2 separate regions of the Sus scrofa genome follow, and region 2 is linked to region 1. Evidence: chromatin contacts called from public Hi-C data. All regions are on one chromosome and are shown on one strand. The core of a region is the stretch at or near the end of the contact, and the rest is flanking DNA. Distances in the headings are between cores, read along the strand shown. Region 1 overlaps ATG7 (autophagy related 7). Region 2 overlaps VGLL4 (transcription cofactor vestigial-like protein 4).

Region 1 (5,681 bases), core at 2,888-5,387:
ACTTCAAAATCACTGTCATAGATCACACAGTTAGCTGGCGGCCTTGTCTTGACAGCCAGTGCTCATTTCTACTGCAGGAACTGTATCCGAGTGGCCTGTTGCCTTCCGCCAGCTCAGAGTCAAAAAGGTTGGTTCCCTTGAACTGGTGCTCATACTTGCCCAGACCCACAAGCCGTTTGAAGCCTTAGCCATTCTTTTATATTTTTAAAAACTTTCTCTTGCAAATGGCTCATTCTCTTTATTCCAACACACAGCTTAATATTATTTTTGGCCTTTTCTTAAAAAAAAAAAAATCAAACCCACCCTCAAAAGTCAAGAATTCATCACTGCTGAGGCTGTCAAGAGGAAAATATTGTGAGATCTAAAGCAATTTCCCAAGAACTAGTCAACTGTTTTGAGCGAACACACAGACCCAAAACAAGTACACTACTCTCCCCGCCTCCCACCAGGGGAACATTCAAAGGGCCAATTTTTTGGGACTTGCAGTTCTTTTGCACACAGCGTAATAGGGTGATGTGGGCCTCATTTTTCAGGTATTAAGTGCCTATTGGAATATTCTCAGTAATAGGAAGCAGTGAGTGATTAGGCAAAGCACAGCAGATGTTGTGAAATAAAACTCTTACTCCTCCAGTAGAGCCAAGTGGCGCGTCTGTGTTTTTGTTTTCTTACTTATGTATGTTATTCTACCAGGAAGACATTTTGTGCTCATTTATTATTATTTTTTTTAAATCCACTTGCATTATGATTGAAGTCAAGTTTTGTCAGGTCAGAGAGAACTATTTTAGAAAATCAGGGTACGGGCACAGTAGCAATCCCACAGACATCTGTTAGTCACTTTCCCCCTTAAGAAAGGGAGACATGAAGCTCACATTTCACGCTTGGGATATATGAGGGGGTTTAATGCAACAGTGAATCGTTACCACTTGCTTCAAGCCCCACTTTCTTTTTTTTTTTTTTTTTTTTTAAATCATCTCCCTTTAGGATCCTTCATGAAAAAGTTAACGTAAAAGGCAAGGGAAACATTAAGTATAACTGAGAACCAGGAGAAACCCACATTTTCTCTCCCGCTTTTACAAGCGACACAAAAATATACTTCTGCATGGATTTCTGCCTCAAGTTGGAGGGCTCATAACAGTCTTAAAAATATCCAAATGCTTCAGTAAATCCAGAGTCAACTGCCAAGCTACATCAGCTGTCTGGAGTTCTGGTGACAGTTACCTTCTGACTGCAGGCCTTGGGACCATTCAACATACCCTCCAAACTATCCTCATGGGAGATGGGCAATTACCCAGGGATATTGCCATTCCCTATGAGTGTACACTTACTGCTGGGTATGCACTTACACAGTGTCCAGTCTACAAAATTTGCCATATCTGTTCTCCCACTGACTGTCCCTTTGGCACACCTGCAGCCCTGTCATGACCACAGAGGAGGTATTTCCCCAGCATTAGTTTGACAGCTATACATTTAGGATGTGTAACTTTAGTATGTGCCTTAGCCAGCCCTTAGATGCTCCAGAAAACAGAAGCACGTAATCTTTTCCTCCTTGTTAAGAAAAAAACTTTAACAAAATTTTTATGCTGGAAGAATTGCTTAAAACTAGGGAAGGCCAGACACTTTAGGATTTATCACTATCATCACATAAGATATTATATCAACAAGTTATACCAACAATAACTTTGGGAATAGGATGTTCTCACACAGTTCTTTCACATCTTCTATGGCAAGAAAGGCTGCAGTGATAAGAACTTTTAGAAATACCTGAACAGGATATTGGAAGGCCTTTTAGAAAAAATAAAATGGAGACTTTTCAAATGCTGCAGGAGAGCAAGCAAAACCCTGTGAGGAGCTCACTGCCAGAATATGTCCTTTCATAAAACGTTAAGTCATCTTTGATGAATCCCAAAGGTTCCTTATTTTAATATACTCTGGAAATGATCCTCCAACACAATAACAAATCATCGAAAGCATCAAGTAAAGCACACGAGATAGTAAAAGCTGGAAAGAAGCTCAGCTGAATAAATAATGAGAGCACTGAAATGTATCATTTGATAACAGCTGCCACTTATGGCTTCATGATAAAGCATGCTTCCGCTTCTGCACTAGTAGGCAGAGGGCACCTGCTACCAAGCCTTAGCTACCTACCAGACTGAGCCCCTAGAGGGCACAGGCTCTCTTCCCATTCCTTTCTCTTGTGCTGTTCACTTATTTATCTACAAAAACATTCATTAATTTTTCTTGCCACTCAAAGCATATTTAATCATCAGCTAGGAACTAGTAATCCCATCTAAGCTTAGGAATATTTCCTGAATAAAGATATTTAAATAAGTTAATATGCTGGCATGTATATAACTGTGTACTATAACTTTACTATCTTGTGCAGAAGGATAGCATCAGAATCTTCAGAGGCTGTCTTATTGACCTCTGTATCATCTGAAAGTGTATCATGAAACAGAAGCTCCAATATTTGCTGAATTGAACTATGACAAGTCATTAAAATAAAGTCATATACATATATATTTGGGTGTTTATTCAATATAAACAGCTAAATATATAACTATATGCAACTTGTGTATCTACAAGCATGTACATCCATAAAAGGTTTCCCAATCCAAGCTGATGGCTCCCTTATTGCAAAAAACCAGCAGTTACTACTATGTTTCCCTCTCCCTACCTGGCAAAGGTATTAAGGGTGGAAGGAGGAGGGAAGAAGATGGATGTATTACATATATAAGCAGGAAAGAAAGAACAGCCACAGAAGACAGTTGGGGCGCTTTGCCCATCAGGAGTCAAATCAATGAACCACCAGAGGAAGGAGAATTAATTCTTAGAATTCTGAGCAGGTCAGTGTTTCCTCCAGTGCCAGCTGTATACAGCAGGGCCACAAGATACGAAGTAGCTGATCAAGAGACTACACAGTCTCAGAGTCGCGTAACAAAACCCAGTGATGGATCAGCCCATGTACCTCCCTTTACTTACTACAGTTGAAGAAAGTAAGTCCTCAGAGAAAGGGGGCTGCTTTCCTAAAGCTAAACAGAGAGGTCATTGCGGGGCTGGGGCTGGCTGCAACCTACATCCCCCAAAGTCTCACCCAGGAGAATGTGGGAACAGTACCAAAGAAACTCAGCAAGGATGCCTTCCTAGGATCTGCAGGTACATTTCTGGGGCTTCTTGAAGCCCATGAAATTGTCGGCAAAATTGTGTGTGCCTTCCATTTGGGGGAAGGGGAGCAGGCTTTCATCCGTCTGGACCAGTTGACTTAAAAAAATTAAGAACCACTATGTCAAGCGTTGGGCTTGGGGAAAAGGCTACAAGTGAATGAGAGTAATTCCAAATTAAAAGGAACCCAGATTCTCAATAACCTGAAGACTGTTCTTGGGCCAGGCAGCCAGTAGAACCATCTAAGGAGAACACAGCCCTAAATTTTCTAGCCTGGATGGTAAAAGAGATTCTATAAGGAAAAAGGCATGTGTTTAGACAAGGGAGGCATGTCTTTGTGACTTCAGGTGACAGAGGCAGGAGTAAGGAGCATGAACCTTAATGACTGATTAGGTGGCCTCAGAAGACAGGTCAGAAGTAACCAGTAAGGCTGAGTTCTCTGGAATTCCAGAAAAGGTTTTGGTGGTAGTAGTCATCATGAACCATGATGGGAGGTTTCTGCAGCTTCTCAAAGCCAAGACAGCCTTGACTTTCAATCAGGCCTTTCACTATACCTGCTTCTGAACAGTGAGCCCAGAAAGGGTGCCACACACCCTGGGAGACCCAACGTGATCACAGGGGTCTTTGTTTTCCTCTTATTCCTAATGTCAACATCAGTCCCAGGAGTGGGCAAAGGCCTTGGTACTTGGTCACGGGGAACTGGATACACGTCAGCCATTGCAATTTCCCTGGGAAACAGAAAATATTTTCCCCACTCTATGGATGAGGAAATTGAAGCAAAGGGAGAAATGTCCAAGGTTTTTCAAGGAGGTGAAGAGCCAAGAGCTCTGAGGTTAGAGCTTGTAGCTAAATACTCCACACTGGCTCTGGATGGATATTCCATCTTCTTTTGGGAACCAAGCGGTTCTGGAGATGGGGGAAACACTAGTTGCTAAGGACAAGATGTGGGATAACAGTTTACACCACACAATCGTACATATGGAATCCATCACACATTAAAACAGAAGACTTGAGCTCTCCCTGGGTAAATGAGATAGAAAAAGAGAACCTGGGGGTTACTCATCATTTTCCAGATCAGAGATTTATGTGCCTTTTGGAAAAGAGAAGGAAAATCTGGCTGCAGCCCAGTTTTGAGCAATATTTGCCACTGAGAAGCTGTATGCAAAAATTCCTGGCACAAGCTTTGGAGAGCTCTTCCGATTGGGCTCCAGCCAGTCCTTGTAAATGATTGAGATTTAAAACCCTATCAAATCAGAGCAGAGAGTATCCTTGAGGCAGCCCCATAAACCCCTCTCTCTAAAGCTCATTTCAAACCTACAATAGGAATGTTCAGAGAGGACAATTATCTGCACATACCCATGAAATACAGATTTTTTTTTTTTTAAGCCAAGAAGGGTAGATATCCACATCTAACAATAATCTGAGTGGCTGGAATGTAGTTGATTACTTCTTTATAGTTAAATATATTTTTTGATTTTTCTGCAATGAAAATGCATTGCTTGTGGAATAAAGAATTAAATAAAAGTAAGTAAAGGAAATATAAACGCTAGTAACTTTGAGCATCAATAGAGAGCCAGGGCTTATCTCATCCGACTGACTCATTTAACAAAAGAAGAAAGGGAGGCGGGCAGACGGGGATGGGGGGGTGCACCTTGCTTGTGGCCAGCAGGGGATGGAGAGCCAGGGCCTGGAAATCCCCTGACTGCCTTCCTGCACCCCCCAACCCTTGGGGCCTCCCCTCCCCAACCGCTACAGCTGCTGGATTCCTTAGGCTAGGAAACCCCCTAAGCCTGTGCTAGGTGAGAAAGTTTTACATGGAATTATAAAATTCAAAATAGCAGCCTTAAGTGTTAGAAAAAGTACGTCAGACTCCAGCTCAAGAAGAGCTGAAATCAAAATGGCACTCGCCAAGACAAGAGGACAATTAGAACTGAATTACGTGACCCAGACTCTGTCACAACTGCTACACAGGACAATGGCATCAACACTGTTTGCTGGCCTCTGGCTATCAAACACATGACCCCCATGCCTGGGGGACCTTCCTCTTGCCCTCTCTCCCATGAATTTCTACAAATTCCTATTCATCCTCTAGCATTGACCTAGAAGACACTGCAAGGCCTCTCTGGTCTTTCCCATTCACAAAGTCAATAGTACAGGATACCGGACCAAGAGGATGGACCCTGCCTGCAGAACTTAACAGAGTGTTAGGGAGATGTTGGTTTATAGGTCTTACTCTCTAGACAGTGTTCTTTGAGGGCAGTGGCTACTTTAATCATCTTTGTATCTGGGGCATACAGCAGACATTCAAATGTCAGTTGAAAAATGAATGTGTGCTAACAGATACACAGTAAGAGCGGAAACTTCTCCCTCTAAATCTACCATTGGTCTTTCTTTCTGTTCTCTAAATGCTGTATCTATTCCTTTTTTTTTTTTTTTTTGTCTTTTGTCTTTTGTCTTTTCAGGGCTGCACCAGCGGCATATGGAGGTTCCCAGGCTAGGGGTCTAATCAGAGCTGTTGCTGC
Region 2 (5,371 bases), core at 14-2,513, 250 kb before region 1:
TCCCAACCCCCAAGGTCATCGCAATTGTAAACTGCTTTTCTTCATGCCTTTGTGACCTGTGTGAGCCATTCTAAACAAATTAGCTTAGTTTTGTCCGGTTGTTGTTTTTTTTTTTTCCCCCAAGTCCTGTATAACTGGAATTATGCTGTAAATCTTCTTTTGTGTTTTGTTTATAAGACCTTTTATAAGGTTGTTTTTTGTCTTTTCCATATGAAGCCTGCTCTGGAGTGGGGGTGGGGTGGGGCACTTCTCCATGGAATAAATGCAGATGTCCCAGCCTCACTTGTCACTCACCTGCTGCTCCACTGTTAATAGACCTGGTGACACTTTGGTCTGAACTTTTTTTTTCAGCCAGTATTTTGGTCACAGTCTTCACCACCTGTTAAAATCCTCCACCGTCCATGCTGTAATGGAAAATCATGTGTTAGAAAAACTCTGCCCCATTTTGGAGAGTGCGGAGTGGGGGACACTTCTGGAGACACACAGCTTAATTAGGGTCTGAGCAGAAACTTTAGTTCTGCATTAATAAGCAATTTGCTTAAAGGCTGAGACTTGTTACAAGTCAACTTTGCTGCAGTGCCAGGTTTCTTTGGATGTTAATCCAGGGACTTTTAGATATACAGAAAAAGCTTAAATTGTTCCAGGATTCAGACAATACTCTACATTGTGTAGAGATGGCTGTTAAAGGGCAACAAAGACCTGAAACAATAGTCAGCATTGTGCATCATCTAAAATTATGAATGAGAAAGGATCATCCATATGTATCGCTCTTAATTTTTATTGTATATCTGTTTTGCATGAAAATAGTTGCCTGTGAATTCTTGTTGGCTAATGATTTGATTTTAATAGAGTGAATTCCAGAATTTAATGGTTTGATGCAGATGCGTTCTGCCAAGCAATTTAGCAAAGTGTTTACACTACCCCAGATCCAGCTGGACAGAGCCTGTGCTTCTTCTCTGATAACAGTTGAGGGAGTGATGAGTGCAAATTTCTGGATGTTTTCCCCCTTTAAAAACAAACACATCTTTTCTTATGTGGCAGCCCTATTAAAGTGACAAGGGATTAATTTTTAATTTAATTTCAATGTCAGCAGCTTTGTCCTGTACCCATTTTCTCTCTTTCTTACTACGCGTGTCCTTTTAAACTATGTTTTTCTGAGGAGCAACTGATAAACCATTGACTCACCCCACGGAGAACCCTTGTTTTACTTTCCTCTTGAAAAGCTCTGACCTCTTTGCCAGTGCTTCAAATCACCCAGGAGAGTGGCTTGCGTAGCTTTTGAAAGGGTTACGTAATAGCGGCGGTACCAGGCTTGAAGTTCTACTGAGTGGAGGGAAAACACTGATGGAAAATAGTGGTCATTCTTGATAGAAAACCTCCATCCGGTTTTCCAGCACGGCCCTGCTAAATGGACAGTTGGAAACAATTACCACGAGTTTCTGGGGATATTGATGGAGACCCTTTTCTGTTACAGGCTTTATATCCCTAAGAGATGGCTGGAGTTCCTGCTGTGGGTGCAGTGGGTTAATGATCTGGCATTGTCTCTGCAGCAGCTTGGTTTGCCGTGAGGTGCAGGTTTGATCCCCGGCTTGTCACAGTGGGTTGAGGATCCAGTGTTGCTGAAGCTGTGATGTACGTTGCAGCTGCAGCTCGGATTCCACCCCTGGCTGGGAGCTTCCTTATGCCGAACCTGTAGCCAAAAAAAAAAAAAAAAGAGAGAGTGGGAGAGAGATGACTGACACTGGTGCCGGAAGAGCTAGAGTGAAGTAGAGTTCTAGGACTAGCAGACATTAGACATTGCTCTTGGCGTCCAGTAATAAATACAGCACATTGAAAATGTGAAATAGTATAAATACTAATATTTATTAGTATTATTTATATTTGTAATAATAATAAATACAGCACATTGAAAATGTGAAATAGTATAAATGCTAGTATTATTATTTATATTTATAATAATAATAAATACTGCACATTGAAGTACACATCTGTATCACACACATACACACGTGCATGCCATGCATGGCTTTCTATTTTGTGCAACAAAGAGAAAGAACAGGAGAGAGACTTCTTACCCAGCTGGAAGGATCCTTATGTGCCATTTAAGGAGAAAATAGGGGACCCGCCATACCTCCTTGGCTTTCCTACCTGTGTTCTCTTCACAATCCATCCTTCTTTGCTTTCCCTTAGATTCAGTGAAAGGCTGATTCTTGCATCGGTGCTCACAAGTCCCAACCTCCCTGGCCGCAGGAACTTATCTGTGCTCTCTTGCTCTTCTGATTCCCCTTCTTCCTCTCCTGGGTCTTTCTCTTCATCATGTACTTAACGCCCAAGTGTCTCCCAACTTTAAAACAAAAACGAGTCCATCCCTAGGCCTTGTGTTACCCTTTAGCCATCGCACAGTCTTTTCCTTGCCATCCAGGTTACCAGGAGAAGAAGGTCACTGTATCCCTCCTTACCTTCTGTTCCTCAATCCACTGTCACTGTCATCTGACTTCTGTTCCCAGGGCTCCACTGAAATTGTTCTGGACGAGGTTACTAAATGATATCCTAGTGGCACGTTTAATGGACACTTTCTAGTCCTTACCTTAGTTGAGTCTCTGTGCCTTTTGGTGCTGATACTTTCCAATTTTTTTTTTTGGGGGGAGTCTTTTAGGGCTGCACTTGCAGCCCATGGAAGTTCCCAGGCTAGGGGTTGAACCTGCAGCTACCAGCCTACACCACAGCCAAGCAATGCCGGATTCGAGCCTCATCTGCAACTTACACCACAGCTCTTGGCAATGCCGGATCCTTAACCCACTGAGCGAGGCCAGGGATCGAACCCGCATCCTCATGGATTACTGGTTGGGTTCTTCTCTGCTGAGCCACAACAGGAATTCCTCCTTCCAAATTCTTCAAATTCCTCCTTCGGTTGGTGCAATTACTTGTCCAGTCCCCCCTCCATTGTGAACAAAGCACGGATGAGCAACATGTGCTCCTGGTGGTGGGTAGGAGTTCGCAGAAAAGCCAGGCAGGCCCATGAGAGTAGATTGGAGGGTAAGAGGAGCAATAGGAGAGCTGTGAACCTGCAGTGGTTTAGGCCAGAGGGGGTAGAGGGGATGGAGGAGTTGGAGGAGGGAGAAGCGGGAAGATCTTAGTGATACTGAGAGAGGCCCTGGGTGGAGCAGGGTGTGAGAGAAAGGGCCAGGAGGACAGTGAAAGTCTGGTTTCCAGCTGGTCCACGTGTGTGGGGTGCTGCCCTTTGCAGAGATGGAAACATGGGGAAAAGACTGGGATCTGGGGTGAGACCATGAGTTTACTTTTTCGTGTGTAGAGTTTGAAGGATCTTTGAAATTTCAAAGAAGAGATAAATATCAGAAAGTTGCATGTATGGGTGTAGCACTCAGAGGAGAGAGGATATGAATTTGGGATAGAGGATAAGTGAAACTTTGGACAAGAATGGTCACCTAGGGACAGAGAGTAGAAATGGAAGAGGACCTCGGATGAAGGGGAAGTGGTCTTCTCTTGTTAGGTCTCAGTGGGTTTTCCTCATTGTTACTAAAATACCCACATGGCTGCCTGCTCCCTGCGTCCCCTCCTGGCCCTGGGCCGTAGCATTGCCAGAGTGTTCCTCCTCATTCTCTCGCCAGCCTCGTCCTGCGTGGTCCCATCACCCACACCCTGACTCCCACTTGCCTCCACCCACAGCTCAGAAATACCAGACTCCTTCCTCCCCGGGTGAGCCCCTGCCTCCTACAGCCCCACTTTCTTGTGGCTTCTGTTAGTCCCCACGTGCAGAGGCTTCTTCTGGAAAGGGGCCCTCCTCTCAGCTACGCTCGTGTTTGTGTTTCCATGGTGTGCCATGGGTGCTTCTGTCAGAGAATCTGTCTCCCAGTGTTGTCCACTCACCTGTCCACCTTACTGTGGGCCCTGGTCGGGGTGGGGGAGGGAGGGGCTTTTCTTTCATCTCCGTGTTCTCACCTTGCACCAAGCACCATGGTGTCTGCCTATGTCTGAATCTATGCATTAAAGATAAAGAAACATTGAAGTTGTGTCATGAACCCAGGGATGCTCAGTTAGTTGGTAACACAAATGAGCTTGTTAATTCTTAGAATGTTCTTCTTAGAAGACAAATTGCCAGGAAAGGCAGGGATGTGAAGGGGGAGTGGGAAGAGAGGGTCAGGGGTGGGGTGGGTAGGGAGGGTGGCGGGGGGGAGAAAACCCTTTAAGGCGCAGTTTCTGGAGAAAAACATTTGAAGTGGCCTGGGTGGAAGTAACTTCCTCGTCACATCTTGTTTTCTAATTAATTGATTTTGGTCTAGTAAGTGAACTGATCACTTAGGAAAATTATATATATATAATTTTATATATATATTTTATTGTCCTTTCAGGGCTGCTCCCACAGCATATGGAGGTTCCCAGGCTAGGAGTCAAATCAGAGCTGCAGCTGCCAGCCTACACCACAGCCACAGCAACTTGGGATCCAGCTCACAGCAATGACGGATCCTTTAACCCACTGAAGGGACTGGGATTGAACCCGCATCCTCGTGGATGCCAGTTGGGTTTGTCACTGCTGAGCCACAACAGGAACTCCCTGAGAAAATATTTATTACCTGTTACATGCTAGACTCTGTTTTATGTTTTGGCGATATAGCTGTCAACAAAATAGACAGCAAGAATCTTGAATTTTTGGAGCTTACGTTTAAGCAGGGGAGACTAACAATAAAGATGTAAATAAATAAGATAATTACAGATTATGAAAAGCATTGCTATTACAGGTAGATATCTCTTAGCTGATTTACTGTTTATAGTTGTTTTATCTATTCTTAAAAAGTGACTGCTTTCACTTCCAAACTTTGAGTGGTTGATTTATTTCCCTCATTGTCTTAAAAATATGTTGAGGAAACTTTAAAAAAAAAATTCCTTTGGAATCTTAGAAGCGTGGATCCTCTACTTGGTTTATTAACCGTGGTCAGGCAGGCTCCTCTATCCATTGTACCTGTCTGATATGTTGGAAACTAGTAATTATTGCAATGTTAGCAACTTGAAAGAACCCAGTGTATTCAGATGGTTCAGTTAGGTCCCAATAGGAATAAAACATATATTTAGAATTTTAAAATTCAGTGAATTAATATAAGGCCCAGGAAATCAATGGATTCGTTGTAAGTTCTTGAACTAATCTAGTAAGACTCTAAAAGATACTGCGCTGCCTGGGATATATCATATAAACACCCTGGGGTAATTTTTATTGTGACCTCTTGTTTTGTGATACCAGAGTTTGGTGAGGGCCAGACAAAAGGTCAGTCTTGGACTTGCTCTGAATAAGAGGATCAGCGCATCCCACCTGTTTGCTTCCTTGCTTTCCTTCTTTGCTTTTGTTTGTCCTGAGACC

Evidence for each region. A called contact is a pair of places that touch in the nucleus more often than the background predicts.
Region 2: a contact with region 1 is called in a Hi-C map of fetal skeletal muscle, with 4 times the contacts expected there. The contact joins two enhancer-like sites. A contact is called at or near these places in 1 of 5 promoter capture datasets (liver), 22 of 47 Hi-C or Micro-C datasets (adipocytes, adipose tissue, alveolar macrophages and 14 more) and 2 of 2 datasets of contacts at active chromatin or transcription factors (alveolar macrophages and skeletal muscle).

What each region holds. Positions count from the first base shown.
Region 1 is chr13:67,522,512-67,528,192 of Sscrofa11.1, reverse strand. All of the region lies in intron 18 of ATG7 (autophagy related 7), which reads right to left. Among named protein-coding and RNA genes, the nearest start is that of ATG7, 110 kb to the right of the region's middle. Within about 2 kb of position 4,137, at least 6 of the 83 cell types and tissues checked have an H3K27ac peak or open chromatin away from gene starts, as enhancers often do. A contact at or near this core is called in adipose tissue and fetal skeletal muscle, where this site is marked.
Region 2 is chr13:67,766,918-67,772,288 of Sscrofa11.1, reverse strand. All of the region lies in intron 2 of VGLL4 (transcription cofactor vestigial-like protein 4), which reads left to right. Among named protein-coding and RNA genes, the nearest start is that of VGLL4, 100 kb to the left of the region's middle. Within about 2 kb of position 1,263, at least 22 of the 83 cell types and tissues checked have an H3K27ac peak or open chromatin away from gene starts, as enhancers often do. A contact at or near this core is called in adipose tissue and fetal skeletal muscle, where this site is marked.